Regions from separate parts of the Mus musculus genome. Here regions 1 and 3 are each linked to region 2. A link is a contact called in public Hi-C data. All regions are on one chromosome and are shown on one strand. The core of a region is the stretch at or near the end of the contact, and the rest is flanking DNA. Distances in the headings are between cores, read along the strand shown.

Region 1 (4,756 bases), core at 2,185-4,684, 730 kb before region 2:
TCCTTTGGCACAGAATTTCTAGACCGTAAGTTAGCGTATGTTAAAAAGACACCAACAAGCTATTTTACAAAGCAGCTAGAAATATATTTTTGATTAAACCTGAGAAGTAACGGCTGGGTTTCCTGAGGACCATGCTGTGCTGTGAGAATGGCAGGTGGGGCCAAGAACTACTGGGAGGCTGTGCTGAGTGTCCAGTGAAAGGTGGGCTCAGTGCTGGGTACACCTTCTAGCTAGGACATCAAGACAGACTACTTGGAGGAGGGGGCATAGAGGCAGACCTCAGGGAAAGGGTACCCTTAGCAGGGGAATGTAGAACAGCATAGCCTGTCTGCTATGGCTGTGGAAGGCTGGAGAGACAGAGCAGATGGGCATGCCCGGGCAGCTTTCCATAGGCCACAAGCCACAGGTCAGTGGAGCAGGCTTCACCCAACTCGGTACTGTCTGAAGTATGTCTAGTGTTCATCACCAAGAACAGAGACTAAGCCTGAATCCTGGCTCTGCCATCCACTAGCTGTGGGCCTTCCATTTCCTCATGGGTAAAGTGGGGGTGAAAATCCCAAGCTTGGGGTGGTGGCTCAGTGCTGGGGCCTCATAGGCACCTGTGGGAGTTACAGCTAATAGGAACATTATCAGATTTCTCCATAACTGAAACTAGAGCTGCCACCCAGACTGTGGGTGTGGATGAAAGTCACAGAGATACAAAGTGGTCACCTGGCAGGTACCTCAGAGAGCCAGGCCCCTTCCTGCCCAGTATCCAAGGATGGATTTGAGACAGAATCCTTGAGCATATCAAATGCCACTTCTTCTGGCTGCTCTCCACTGTTGGCTCAGGCCTGCTGAGGACACCCACTGTATCCAGAACAATACCATATAAAACTCAGTTGAGACAACTGTTGCAGACAAGAAGACAATCTCAGCCAGCAGGATGCCCACAATAGCATATTCATTTGTTACAGGCCAACCATGGGCTGGCTCAACGGTAAAGAGACTACTAATACCCATTTCACAGATGAAGAATTCGAGACTCTGCTTAGGTTATCTGCCTGGATCAATAACTTGTAAGTACTGAGTAGATGTTCAACTCAGGCAGGCCCCTCTACCCTAGACTGTCTTCTTCATCACTTAGCTGAAATTGAAGCTGAAGAATGGAAAAAAAAAAGTCCTGTGTTCCTGCTGGCTCCCCTTAAGGCCAGGAAGGAAGGGAGGCCAGGAAGATGTTCCTCCAGCTGGGAGAGAGGTGAGGTGGGAAATAGCATCTATATGTATATACCTGTGTATATGTACACTTATGTATCCTAAGTAACACATTCCACTTCCAGCATACTGGGCTGAGAATCAATAAATGATGAATCAATGGGTGGGAACATACTGGGCCTGGATATTGGCACACCAGGGTTGGAATCCTAGCTCTGTTGCTTTGGAACCTGGCAACATGTGCTCCACCTCTCTGGTCCTGACTCCTCACTTGCTGGTGATAATACCTACCTGACAGGAAAGTTGTTATACTGAACTCAGGAGCTTTTGTTCCACTCACTGTCTTAAGATTTTTCTTGCTTACCCTGCCTGGTGACTCAGCTACAGTATGGATGCTTTGGTATTGTCTCTAGGCATGACACAGCCATGGTCATATTGAGACCCAAATAGCTTAGATGAACCCCTCACATGATCAGGCATGTTCCCTGGAAGAGTGGACGAGGATCTTTATACCATCACCTGAGATTCTAGCCTCTCACCTCCTCCTATGTCACACCCCCAGCAGTGTACAGTACTGCTAGAGGATACAGGAGACAGGGGGCTAACAGAAGGGACGGCACACACCTCCATCAGTCACCCAAGATAACCTCTTTGGTTCACCAAGATGGAGTTGGTCTATGGCTATCCTGCTGACATTAATAAAAGCTCAAGTCTTCCCAGGAAAGTAATATAACAATAAATGGACAAAGACATCTGAAGATATCCCATTGTGTCTATGTTTGTTAGTGTGAGAATCCAAGATGGTCTCTGCCTACCAAGACTGTGTGGGCTAGCCTCTAAGAGTAACTTTTTCAAGGATTAAGTACCTCCCATGTACCAGGCTCTGTGCCCAGCAACCTTCCTCAAATTTCAAAGTAACTGATCCCATGAGAGAGTAAACCCAAAGGAGTTAGAGTAGAAGAATCTGGATTTGCCTCCGGGCTTGTCTCCAAAGTCTGCCCTCATCAGCACCTTCCCAGGCTGGGGATGTAGCATGCCAAGCTGGCTACGAGCCCCCAAGCAGGTGTCTTCTTCTGGGGAACGGTGAGATATGACGCTGATGAGATGGATCAGAAGGGGTCTGCCTGCTCTTGCCAGGCTGGCCTGCTGGTTGCCTTCTCCTCTGGCTCCAGTGCAGCATTCCTAACCTTTGGTTCTCTTCCCCTGCCAGGGCCAGACAATATGCCAAACAGATATTGCTTGCACAGTGGGTGAAACAAACTCCGGCCTCCCAGGAGGTGAAGTCTGCCGGACTGAGGAGGGGCCTGGGAAGAGGGTGTAACAGGCCCAAGGAGGGCTGTAGTGACACTCTACCAAGGAGGGAGTAAGGGTGTGCCTGGGGCTGGCAGTGCTCCTGAGATGGCTTCAGAGGCGCTTTCACCAGAGGCACTGGTGACTCACCGGCTTCTCCCACACCCAGTCCCCTAGTAGGTGGTGTTGCTCCGTTTGTTGAATGAATGTTAAGATTCACTAGGAAAATTCTTAAGGACTAGTTGCAGTAGGAAGAGGCCAGAGGTCTGGGTGAACTATCCTCAGCTAGGGGCTCTAACCAAATCAGTGCACCAGGAACCCGGCAGCAGAGAAAAGTCTCCCTCTCCACGTCATCCAGCCAGGCTAGTCCAGCTACAGTAGCATCACACAGCCTTTGAGTACACACCCCCTAGGGAGCGAAGACCAAAGAAGCATTTGCTGGACAGTTCCACCTGGGCAGGATCACCTCATCAGTCTGCTCACCAATAGACACTTTCCCCGTGGTCCTTCAGTTCCCCAAGTTCCCCAAGTTTCGTATCCCCAGGGGCCCAGAGAGAAACTAGGAGTGGAAGAAGCAGCCGTGCACGAGCGGACTCGACTAATTGCTGAGGCCCACAAACGCGCAGCCCGAGATGGAGAAGCTCAGAGAGCTGAGGGCAGCTGCACCCACTGGGGTAGCACCCCTGTAAGACCCAGCGCGGATCCAGGGAAAAAGCGGCCCGGATGATGGTGTCACCCGGGCATCAGGAAGCACTTACGTTCGCTGCCATGGTGGGCTTGGTTCGCTGCCGCCGTCTTGCTCTATTCCGCTAGGAATTGGGCTGACGACCGGAACGCAGAATACGGTGACCTCCTGTCTGCCACAGAGCTGCAAGACTTCTCGTGGAATCCAGGACCTGGCGGGACGCAGGACAAAAGTTACCGCCCTGCCTAAGCCTCAAGTTGTCTGCGCGTGCGCATCTTAAGGGCTGCTGGGAAATGTAGTCCGACGTCTGACACGTTCGCCACAAAATTACAAACCACTGTATTTCACTGGTGCGCGTGCGCGCTGCAAGATTTCTGGGAAATGTAGTATCGGTCTAGTTGGAGAGGCGCAAGGGCTGCTGGTCAGTGTAGTTTTCGACTGAGAAGCGGTTCTGGTGCTTAGGACGCGCGGAGGCAGGCGCGCGGCGGGCAGGCCTGGAGGGGGCGGGTCTGTGCGGGCCTCAGTGCCACCCGCCAGGCCTGAGAAGCGGCGAGGGAGGTCACGGCGAGAAGGTGTATCCGCTCCAGCCGCGCCCGCTGCCTCTGCGAGCTGCAGAGGACTGTCGGGAACAACCATGTCCTACTGCCGGCAGGAAGGTGAGTCGGGCGCTGCCATGGAGACCGGCCGGGACGGGCCTGCGAGAGACACGCGATCAAGTGGTCTCCACCGAGCGGCTGTGGGCCCTTTAGTGGGCCTCACGCGGCGGTTTCCAGACGAGAGAGGCAGAGGCTCCGTGAGGAACGAGGCCGGTCCAAGGTCAAGGTGAAGCCCGAACCCGGGCCTCGGAGGGCCTCACGTGGGCCTGGCCAGTGTGGAGCACGTTGTCTCTGGCTGGGAATCGGGGACTGTTAGGAATTAGACACCGTCGCTCCTAGCACTCCCCACGTGGTTCTATCCCGCCCAGGCTTTTTAGCTATCCCGAAAAATTACCGCTTGGGCTAGAGTGGGCGTGCTGAAGTGCATCTGGCAGGAGCATTTAGTGAGCGCCTTCTGTGTACTAGGCACGCTTTTAAACTTAACGTAGCCATTTTTATATGTCGGGTTCCCTTACTGTCCACGTCTTATCAAACGGAAAATTAAGACAGGTTACTCGATCCAGGAACCCACATCAGGTCACGAAACCGGGACCCGCTATGAAAGAGCTTCCTTTCTTCCGTCATTTCTAGCCACGTTGAGGACCACTCACTACCTGTTGTTACCTGTAAGCAGCAACCCAGAAGAATCCAGACCAATCTGTTGCTCTAAGGTCTCCCAGCACTGACTGGCTTCTTATGTCTGAGCTGCCAAACCCGCCAGGCCCTAGTTTCCACTCCTGTAAATTGAGAGATCAGGCGTCATTTACTCTGGTATTCACGAAGCACGTGCCCAAGGCAGGAAAGAGTTGGAGGGCTCTTGAGAATACAAAGCTACAGAGAGACTTGGTTCACCCAGAATTCTCAGCTCCTTTACTCTTAAGTCTAGAGAACATGAGGTACAAAGGAGGAAGTGATCCACCCAAGGCCATACATCCAGTTAGAAGGCCCCAGT
Region 2 (4,799 bases), core at 1,720-4,219:
CATTTCTCAAACAGCTAACTATGAGTGCAGTCTTGGGTTAGGTTAGAAAAAATAGGCAAGCTGTTCTCCAGAGCAGAGGCCCTTCCCACCTCCCACCGCACTGTGCCATTGAGGGTGTGCTTTGTGTCTTCTCCAACATTAGCTGTCATCCACAGAAATTCCAGCAACCTCTTTGGTGTGAAGGGCTGCCCTCTGGCTTTGATTTGCATGTCCTCTTCGATCAATGATGTTGGGGGTCTTTTCCTACATCCTCAGGTTTCATATTTCTCCTGTGGGGGAAATAGCTCTCCAACTCTGATCCTGGTTTTTATTGTATTATCTCATTGAGTCATTAGTTTTCTTTATGCTCCAAATATCAGCACTTCACAGTGGTTACAAGCCTCGCAGATATCTTTTCCTGTGGCTAGGCATTGCCTCACTTTTGAGGGATGGTTTGAGACAGGATCTCTCTACATAACCCTGACTGTCTTGGAATGCACTGTATAAACCAGGCTAGCCTGGAATTCGCAGAGATCCACCTGCCTCTGCCTTAAGTTCTGGGAGTAAAGGTGTGTACCACCATCCCTGACTCTTCTCACTTTCTTTTCTTTGTTTCTTTTTTTTTTTTAAAAAGATTGTGCTGGGCGTGGTGGCACACGCCTTTAATCCCAGCACTACAGAGGCAGAGGCAGGCGGATTTCTGAGTTCAAGGCCAGCCTGGTCTACAAAGTAGGTTCCAGGACAGCCAGAGTTTCTATACAGAGAAACCCTGTCTTGAAAAAAAAAAAAAAAGCAGATTGTGTGTGTGGGGGGGGGGGGGGGGCACATGTGTGCTCCGCCCCCGCATGTATACCTGCATGCCAGAAGAGGGCATCAGATCCCAGTATAGAGGGTTGTAAACCACCATGTGGTTGCTGAGCATTGAACCCTGGTCCTCTGGAAAAACAGCCAATGGTCTTAACCACTGAACCATTTCTCTAGCCCTTCTCACTTTTTTGATGGCCTTTTTTGTTATGCAAAAGTTTCTCATTGTGATTTACTGATTTTTATTTTATCCTTTGCATTTTTGTGCTGTGGAAGAAATAATGGCCTAACTCTCATCAGTCCTGTGATTTACCTAAGAGTTTTGGAGCTGTCTGTCTTCCATTCAGATCTTTGATTGTTTTGAGCCAAACACAGGCAGTAGGAGGTCAGTGTTCAAAGTGTCCTATTGCATAGAGACAGCCAGTTGTCACGGGGAAGAAGCAAAGGCCAAGGAATTACCTCAGCACCTTGTCAAAAGCCACACCTCACTTTACAGTGCTCAGTTTTGTTCTCACAGTACTAGGAGTTGAACAGACTGGAAGATGCTAGGCAAGCACACTGCCACTGAACCCCCTTTTTATTTGGAGACAAGGACTCACTGAAGTGCTCAGGCTTACCCAGTAGCCCAGGCAGTCCTTGACCTTGAGACCTTCCTTGAGTTTGGAAGGCTGGGGGTATATCTCAGAGCAAAATGCTTGCCTAGCATGTAAGAGGCCCTGAGTCTAGCTCAGAACCCTCCGTCATAGTCTTGTTACCCTTGGTCTGAACACATGCCTATCACAGGACCCTCCAGTGTGTCGGGGCTAAACATTGGAAGTGATGCTTCAAGTGGGGCTTCACAGACCACATTCTTACATTTGAAAATCCCATGGCAGAGAGCTAGCTGGAAGGTAGAGGTTCAGACTAGGGAAGGGAAGTGTCCCACACCATGGTATGCACTGTGCTCCAAATTAACAGAGAGGCCAAAGAGTGATTTAAAAAAAAAGAACCTAGTTAGGAAAGCCCCTGACCTGCTACTGTCCTCTGTGGGTGTATGTGGGGACACCATCTAGGAGCTCTGTGAGGACAGCGTGTAGGTACCAAGTAACAGAAAGTCCTGCGTGCTGCAAGCACATGGCCATGTCTGCCCCCTTGCCCTCCATCCAGGTGCTGCTTCTCGCCCTACCTCAGCAGCGCCTCCTCTCCCCAGCATAGCAGCCCCTTGGCCTGACTCCTGCTGCAGCCGCAAGCCCTGCACCCTTGCCCCAACTTCACTGCTGCCCTCTCTAAGGCTAGGTTTGCAGGGTTTGTGCAGGATGAATAGGGTGCTTTCCTAGCCCCAGAGCCCTTTATCATATGTGCAGACCCTCAGCTAGTCAGTGTGGCTGCCTAGCTCCTGTTATTGGTAGCTATCATCTGCAGACCTTCTGCCCAAATCTGTGTCCTAGAAGTACTGGGCACAGTAGGGGCCCAGAAAATGATGTGTAGAGGAGATGATACCTTTGGAAATGGATCTAATGGGTTTGGACACAGCTAACAAACATTTAGGAAGTTGTGTGCATGTTCCAGAAGCTAACAGTATGTCACCATTGTGCAGTCTCTGCCTTTATTGGTGAAGTTGTATGTGTGGTTGTATGTTTATAGGTTATTTGCATTTTTGTTCTCTGAGCTACTTATGTGAACTGGACTTGAAAACTTTTTGAATCGTAGTTTCTATTGTTGATCTGAAGACTTCTTTGCATATGGAATAAAGCAGAAGACTACAAAGGTCAAACACATGGTGGCATGGCATAGCAGTGTGTGCTCAAAGCCATTAAGTTTAGCCTGACTGTCGAAAAGCTGCTGGAGATGGGGCTGGGTGAGGAACCTCTTTATCTCAAGAGCACAGGGAGCTATAGAGGAGTTCTGAGCAGGAGTGGGATAGGATAGAGTCGATTTTTGAAAATTGCTCTACATACGGGACAATACTGGCTAGAAGAAGGAGCTAAAAGGGTAGACTGGGGCTGGAAAGTACAGGCCATGACTGGTTGCAGAGTGCCTTGTTTTAACTACAGGAAGAAGGCACAGACATGCTTGCTGATGATGGAAAGGTGAGAGGGAGGGGGCGGGAGATGAGGGATGGGATGGCTTCTGCTACACACACTTCCTGTGCTGCTAGCATCTGCACTGTTGTGAGTTACACTATTTTGTTTCTTGCGGTTTTTCTCTCATCCGTTCCCCTACTTCCTCTGTACATAGAAGGAGCAGAGCAAGAGAGGATCCAGGCTAGGTCATTCTCTGGGTGAGTAGGTTTGATTGCCCAACATGAGGCTCTGCCCCAATCATCTCAGACCCACATGGTATCTACAGATTGGTCATCTGTCCCATGCCACAGGACTGACCTCCAACCCAGACAGATGACAGAGCTGTTGCCAGGGTAACCCCAGACAGGAAACATGAAATAAGTATTTCCAGGCAGGATATGGACATGGGAAAAACAGATAGGAGTGTCCCTGAGGGAGCTGGGGGGATCTCAAAAATCACTTGGGTCCCTTGACCCTTAGCTCTGCTGTTCTCATCTCCTCAGGGGCTCTTTCAACACCCAGTTAGCTCCTCTGCTGAGAAGGTTCTGACTGGCAATGTGAGGTGGGCATTTGTCTTATGCTTCCTGCTCACTTGGTAGAGGAAACTATAGGGTTCAGAAGGGGCACCCTCCATACTGAGGTCACAGGCAGTCATCCTAAGCCTGTGTCACAGCAGGCCTAGGCACCGTACCTCCCAACATCAGAAATTGCTATTTTCCTTGTAAATTTTTACATTGATTTTATGTGTATCAGTGTTTGCTTACATGTATATATGTGCACTGTGTGTATGCCTGGCACTCATGGATCTTCTTGGACTGGAGTTAGGACGGTTGTGAGCCCCTATGTGGGTGCTATGAATTGACCCCATATCCTCTTCAAGAGCACTGAGTTGTCTTTCCAGCCCCAGAATTTTATCATTTGCAAACAGATTAAAAACAAACAAACAAACAAACAAACAAACAGCAGGAATATATCCAAGTCAGGTGTAGTAGTGCATGCCTTTAATCCCAGTACTTGGGAGGCATAGGCAGGCAGATCTCTGAGTTTGAGAACAGCCAGGGCTACACAGAGGATAACAAGCAAAACAAAACAGTAATGCAGATATATAGTGAGATATATACTTATACATATATGTGTGTACATACATATATACATACACACACACACACAGGTGTAAGTAGAATGTTTCAGTGGAAGGCCAGTCTTCCTCTTTTCTGTTCCCAGCTCTCCTTGCCCTTTCCAGGGTGTTTCTGTGCCTTCCCTGGCTCATCCTTGTCAGAGGTAGTATATTCAGGGACCAGCAGATCTTCGGTGCCCGCCCCCCTTACCTCCAAAGGTACAAATACTTAATATTAGCACACAGGCCAGCCCTCCAGTACTGTAACCACTATCTTGTTTTGGCTTATAGTTGTAGAGATTTCAGTCCGTGGTTGCTTGGCACCATGGAAGCACAGCCCATCATGGCAAGCTCAGGAGGCAGAAGCAGTTACTAGTCAAGGCCTGAGAAAGAAGAAACAAAGAGTAGAGAGGTTCAGCCACCTTCCAATACTGCCACCCTAGAGGCCAAAGCTTTTTCACACAGACCTTGGGGGTGCAAGGGATATTTAAGATTCCAACAAACCCATCATGAACTGAAAATGTTTGGTGAAAAATTAATTCAATATATCTGCTGACTGACTCCCCAGCTGGGCAGCACCCGTTGTATAGAGCAGGCTGGTGTCCCGTCCCCAGATCCCCGTGGGACACCTGTTCACTGCCTCATCCCAACATCTTGGAAGATGGTCAGACTGCATCTCACTAGCTCAGGGAAAGATCAGAACTCAAGTCTGGAGTGTGTTCACCCACATATCACTGAGTGCATGACACCATTGTAAAGTGAGGGAAACGTAAGTGGAAACATAGCTTGGGGACTGAATGTACTTGCCTTTGTGAGACACAAAGACAAGCAAAGGATAAATGTGGGTGCTGAAAACC
Region 3 (4,743 bases), core at 982-3,481, 940 kb before region 2:
CAGCCCTGAGCCTCCAGATTCTACCAAGCAGATGTGGATACAGAGGGGGTTAGAAAGTCAGGAAGGCTGACCACAACAGAGCTACAGGCAGTACCAGGGTATCCCCAAAGGACAAAAGCTCTCTCCGGACAGCACCATGGCCCTTGCCACATACCACAGTGACCTGAGACCTCGTGACACCCTCTAATCAGCAGCTCTAGAGCCGAGCCCGGCTTTACAGCTTACCACAAGCTTATTCAGCCTCATCTCCCTCAATCCCTTCAAGGACAAGGCGAGGCTGGCCTTAGCGTCCTTGTCGCCTGGACAGCCAAGCCCAAGCTAAGAGAACTACCCAAGGTCACCATTAAGAGGAACACAGTCTTTCTGGGGACAAGAAGACTCTTGGATCCCCAGTTGACATATCCAATGGGTAGTATGCCCCACCCATTTTACAGATGAAGAGACTGAGGACAAGAAATACTGCCCAAGGTTAACTGAGTGGCTGAACCAAGGCCTAAGACAACCTCCAACCATCTGCCAATACCATCCTATTGTGGGTTCTCAGCTGGTGCCTAGGTCCCCCTCCAGCCACCCACCATCATCTTGCTAAAACACCTCCCTCTCACCCCCCACTCCCCGATGACTCCCTGGTAGAGAGGGAGGCAGGCAGGCCGTTGCTAAGCACTCACCAGCTCTCTCATAAAAATAAACTCCTTCTGGCTTAGAGACTCTGAGTGAGATCCCCTCCCTACCAGCAACAAAAAAAAAATTTTTTTTTTCTTTTAATTTAAAAAAGATCTCTATGACATTTATTTGAAAGCTAGCTGTGCCAAATCGGAGGCCAATTTACTGACATCCAATTGGAGCCACGTGCTACCAATCCGCAGTCCGAGGACCCTCCGGGTCAAGCGCCTGGCCAGTCTTTGAGATGATTTATTTCCCCAGGCAGGAAATGGGGGCCCAGGCTGTCTCCCAAGCCTTTGGGGCTGGTCCTAGGGAAGGCAGGGATCTGGCAGAGGCCAGGCAGTGACCAAAATAGCCAGGTCGGTGGCCCTGCTGAGCACACGCCTCCCTTGCCGCCAGGCTACAGCCTAGGTTGAGGCTTTGGGACTGTAGGATCTGTTCCTGAGACTGGTTCCTTGTGTGGCTTCCCCAGTGGGAGCAGACCAGAACCTCCCACCCAAAAGAGGAACCCATAAAGTGAAGGGGAGCAGTCTAGAGGAAGATGTGTTCAGCTGGTGCTACCCATTGCCCCTGGCTGTCGTTTCGGGCCTCAGCCCTGCTACTCAAGCCTGGGAGCGACTGTCACACCTGCGTGCCACACCCAGGCAGCACCTGGAGCCATACCGCCCTTTTACCTCTCCTAAATACTACGAAGAACCAAAGATGTCCATTGGGCCCACTGGGCACAAGGGATGGCCTCTCGGGTACAGCTAGAAGACACTAGACTTGCCCCCAACCACAGATCCAGGGATCCAGGCACATTCGGGCACACACACGTGCACACGGCCAGGGTTCCGGAGACACAGCCACACGTACAGGTTCACATAGGCAAGATGTGTGTGTGTGTGTGTGTGTGTGTGTGTGTGTGTGTATCAGAAGACAGAGCCACACGGCCACACTACACTCAGGTAAGGCAGCCCCGGACATAGCCCTGGTCATATCACACACCCCGGGGCGCACATGTACACGGCTGCCTAGGGTGGAGAAACAGCCACTCTCAGAAACAGAGACATCCAGGGACAAGGAGGCACCCCGTGGGACACACACACACACACACACACACACACACACACACACACACCTGCCGCCGCACCAGCAGCCCCAGCCCCTTCGCCAGGGAAACAATAACTCCCTCTCCAGCAGAGCTGAACAGGAGACCCTCAGTCCCTCCCTCAGGGGTGAAGGGGATGAAAGAGCGCGGGGAGGCCAGACCCGCAGGGACCCGGTGAGGTGGCGGAGCGCGGCCCGGGGAGGGGGCTGCAGTCGCGGCCCACACGCCCTGGGTACCTGGGTGGCTAAGCCCACAGCGGATGGCCCGGGGCTGGCGAGGCTGGCGGGACTGGCGGCGATCGCGGCGTTGGCGGCTGGGCACGGGAGCTCGGCAGCAACCAGGTCCCGGAGCACGACGCTGGCGGCGGCGCGGAGGAAGCGGTAATTTATAAGCGGCTTCTCCCTGACCTCGCGTGTCTGTTGTCTGAACAGGCAGCTCTCCGCATCACCCATCCTGCTGGGTGGAAAAATACCAGCTTGGCCGGGCCTGGGCGGGGCCTAGGGAGGGGCCTGGTCTGTCGGCCACGCCCACACACGGGGCGCGCGCGCGCGCGCGCACACACACACACACACACACACACACACACACACACGCACGCACGCGCGCACGAGCTCGGACACACAAAGAGCCGGAGCTCGCCTCGTCGAGCGCGCGCACCCATCCTCATGCTCCATCCAAACGCTGGTGGCTAATGGCACTGCTCAGGCCTCTCATGCAGGCGATGAGGAGTTAGAGACCCAGACCCCTGGCTCATCTCCTGTCCTGATATTACCACACCACAACGCTCTCTAACACACCCACCTAGGTCTGTGGACGAGGCCTGTGGCTGCCGCAGCAGCTAGATCCCTACCAGAATCTGCTCCTCCCCCATTGCCCCGAGTCCTCTCAGGGCCAGTGTGCAGCTCTGCAAGCCTGGCTGAGCTGCCGTGGAAGTGATAATGGAGGCCAAGTCCCCCACCCCCACCCCCACCCCCACCCCTGGCCCACATGAGGCTGTGTTTTCGAAGCGCCCCGACTTCGTCGTGGCTGTGTGACATCAGGCAAGTTCCCCAGACCTTCTGTGTCTTAGTTTCCTCATCTGTAAAACGGAAATAAAAATAGTGGAACTCATCACTTCTGGCTGCTGGGAGGGTCCAAGGTTAACAGTGTAAAGAGTCTGAACAGGACACCAGGCACCTAGGAAGTGCCAAACGAGTGTCAGCAAATGTGACTATTTTTAAATGGAGATGGGGAGTGTGCCATTATTCTTGTCCTTATTTGAATGAGCATGTCCTCCATCTGATTGTACACACCCACAGCCTGGCTGAGCCTGAGGTGGCGCTGTGTGACCTTCAGTAAGGCCTTCCCCCTCTCTGCTTGCCCACTTCCTTTTCTTTCTTCTCCACTCTCTCTGCACATAAGTGTCAATTATGTAGCATGGCTATCCTGTCTCTTAAACTGGGAATGGTAGCCCCAGACCTGACCAGCCTGAATCCATTGTCCTAGGCTGGCATAAGACACCAAGAAGCAAAATAAGGTGGTGGTGTGACTCAAGCCTTTAATCCCAGCGCTGGGAGGCAGAGACAGGCAGATCTCTGAGTTCAAGGCCAATCTGGTTTACAGAGTGAGTTCCACTAAGGCTGCACAGAGAAAACCCGTCTTAAAAAAAAAAAATCCAGACTCACATTTCATTACCCACAGCACAAAGGGCTGAGACCAGGGGGTAGGTCAGAGAGTAGGAAAGTGGCTGTTTTGAACCCAGAGCAGACTTCAGGAAGCCCAGAGCCTTTGGGCAGACAGAAGGGTGGGGGTGGGGAACAGAGGAAGCAAGGGCTGTAAGGCTGCAAAAGCCTGCAGGCATGGTGTCACAGGACTCTACAAAGAGTCAGGGCAGGGGAGGCCACAGAGGCCTGGCAGGCCCAGGGATTCAATTCGGAAAGCCTGGGCAGGCCTGAGCCTAAGAATGATCGACACAGTATCACACAAGGGATGACTGGGAAGAATGGGAGGAGGTGGCTCAGGCCTTCATCAGTCTCCCCTTCTGTAATGTCAACTCGGTGAGATCTGGTCCTCGAACTCCCATCAAGTACACAAAGCATCACAGGCCTGGTGCACAGAAAGTGCTCAGCTACACTTGCATTTATTTATGTATGTGTATGTAAGTGTGTATGTATTATATTTTGAGATAGGGATGGCACTACATTGCCTGGCCTGGTCCCAAATTGTTGGGTTCCAAGTCACCTTCCTACTGCAGAGCCCTTGGGTAGCTGGGGTCATAGCTGAGTGACATCTGGGTCACTGCAACTACTATATTTATTTAGTTAGTTTCCTTTCTTCAGCATTTTCCCGGCTGGTAGAATTCACTTCATGTAAACAAGGCCAACCCGCCCCTCCCCAGAGCATCCCTGGGAGCTCAGCACTGCTAGTTCTCCCACTTTACAGAAGGGAAAACTGAGCCACAGAGAAAATAGCTGGCCTGGGGGACGCTTGGCCAGTGAGTCACAGGGCTGGAATCTAAACCTAGACCATCTGTTTGTTTCCAGGGGAGCTTTGGAAGAACCCAGCCCCAGGCTGTGGGTGCAGCAGATCAGTCAGGCATGGAGTATGAACTTAACATGTGAGAGGCCATGGACTGTCAGAGCGGTCAGAAGTCTCAAGCAGGGCAGCCTGAACTGAATCCAGCCCCAGATGTTCTGCTGCTTGGCCTGTGGTGGGCTCCATCCATCGTGATTTGAGTTCATTGCCAGGAATCAAAATTGATATATGAATGCATGTACCCTCACCTGCTCAGCTGCTTAGGCAAGATTGCCTAGCCTAGGAGTCTAGAGGTGGCCTGACAACATAGAGACACTGAGTCTCTTTAAAAAAAAATAATTTCAGGCTGTTGGGTGGTAGTGCATTCCTTTAATCCACTTGGGAGGTAGAGGCAGGTAGATCTCTTGAGTTCCAGGCTAGCCTGGTCTAGAGAGCAATTCCAGGACTACACAGAGAAACCTTGTTTCAAAAAACAA

What was found. Hi-C and Micro-C count contacts between places; a contact is called where the count stands out from the background.
Region 1: a Hi-C map of bone marrow-derived macrophages shows a contact between it and region 2, with 2.5 times the contacts expected there. The contact joins the promoter of Tmem43 here to the enhancer-like site in region 2. A contact is called at or near these places in 1 of 484 Hi-C or Micro-C datasets (bone marrow-derived macrophages), 4 of 115 datasets of contacts at active chromatin or transcription factors (bone marrow-derived macrophages, embryonic stem cells, memory CD8 T cells and 1 more) and 1 of 9 other capture datasets (adipose tissue).
Region 3: a Hi-C map of CD8 T cells shows a contact between it and region 2, with 6 times the contacts expected there. The contact joins the promoter of Slc6a6 here to the enhancer-like site in region 2. A contact is called at or near these places in 2 of 484 Hi-C or Micro-C datasets (CD4 T cells and CD8 T cells) and 3 of 115 datasets of contacts at active chromatin or transcription factors (extraembryonic endoderm stem cells, memory CD8 T cells and pancreatic cancer cells).

The regions. Positions count from the first base shown.
Region 1 is chr6:91,472,385-91,477,140 of GRCm38.p6, reverse strand. Tmem43 (transmembrane protein 43) reads right to left here and starts at 3,434. Exons shown (of 12, transcript NM_028766.3): 1 at 3,243-3,434. The coding sequence starts at 3,254. Chchd4 (coiled-coil-helix-coiled-coil-helix domain containing 4) reads left to right here and starts at 3,718. Exons shown (of 3, transcript NM_133928.2): 1 at 3,718-3,825. The coding sequence starts at 3,804.
Region 2 is chr6:90,739,086-90,743,884 of GRCm38.p6, reverse strand. The region is part of intron 1 of Iqsec1 (IQ motif and Sec7 domain 1); the gene reads left to right. Among named protein-coding and RNA genes, the nearest start is that of Iqsec1, 69 kb to the left of the region's middle. Within about 2 kb of position 2,969, at least 108 of the 459 cell types and tissues checked have an H3K27ac peak or open chromatin away from gene starts, as enhancers often do. A contact at or near this core is called in CD8 T cells, bone marrow-derived macrophages, memory CD8 T cells and 1 more, where this site is marked.
Region 3 is chr6:91,681,555-91,686,297 of GRCm38.p6, reverse strand. It overlaps Slc6a6 (solute carrier family 6 (neurotransmitter transporter, taurine), member 6), which reads right to left and starts at 2,231. Exons shown (of 15, transcript NM_009320.4): 1 at 1,990-2,231.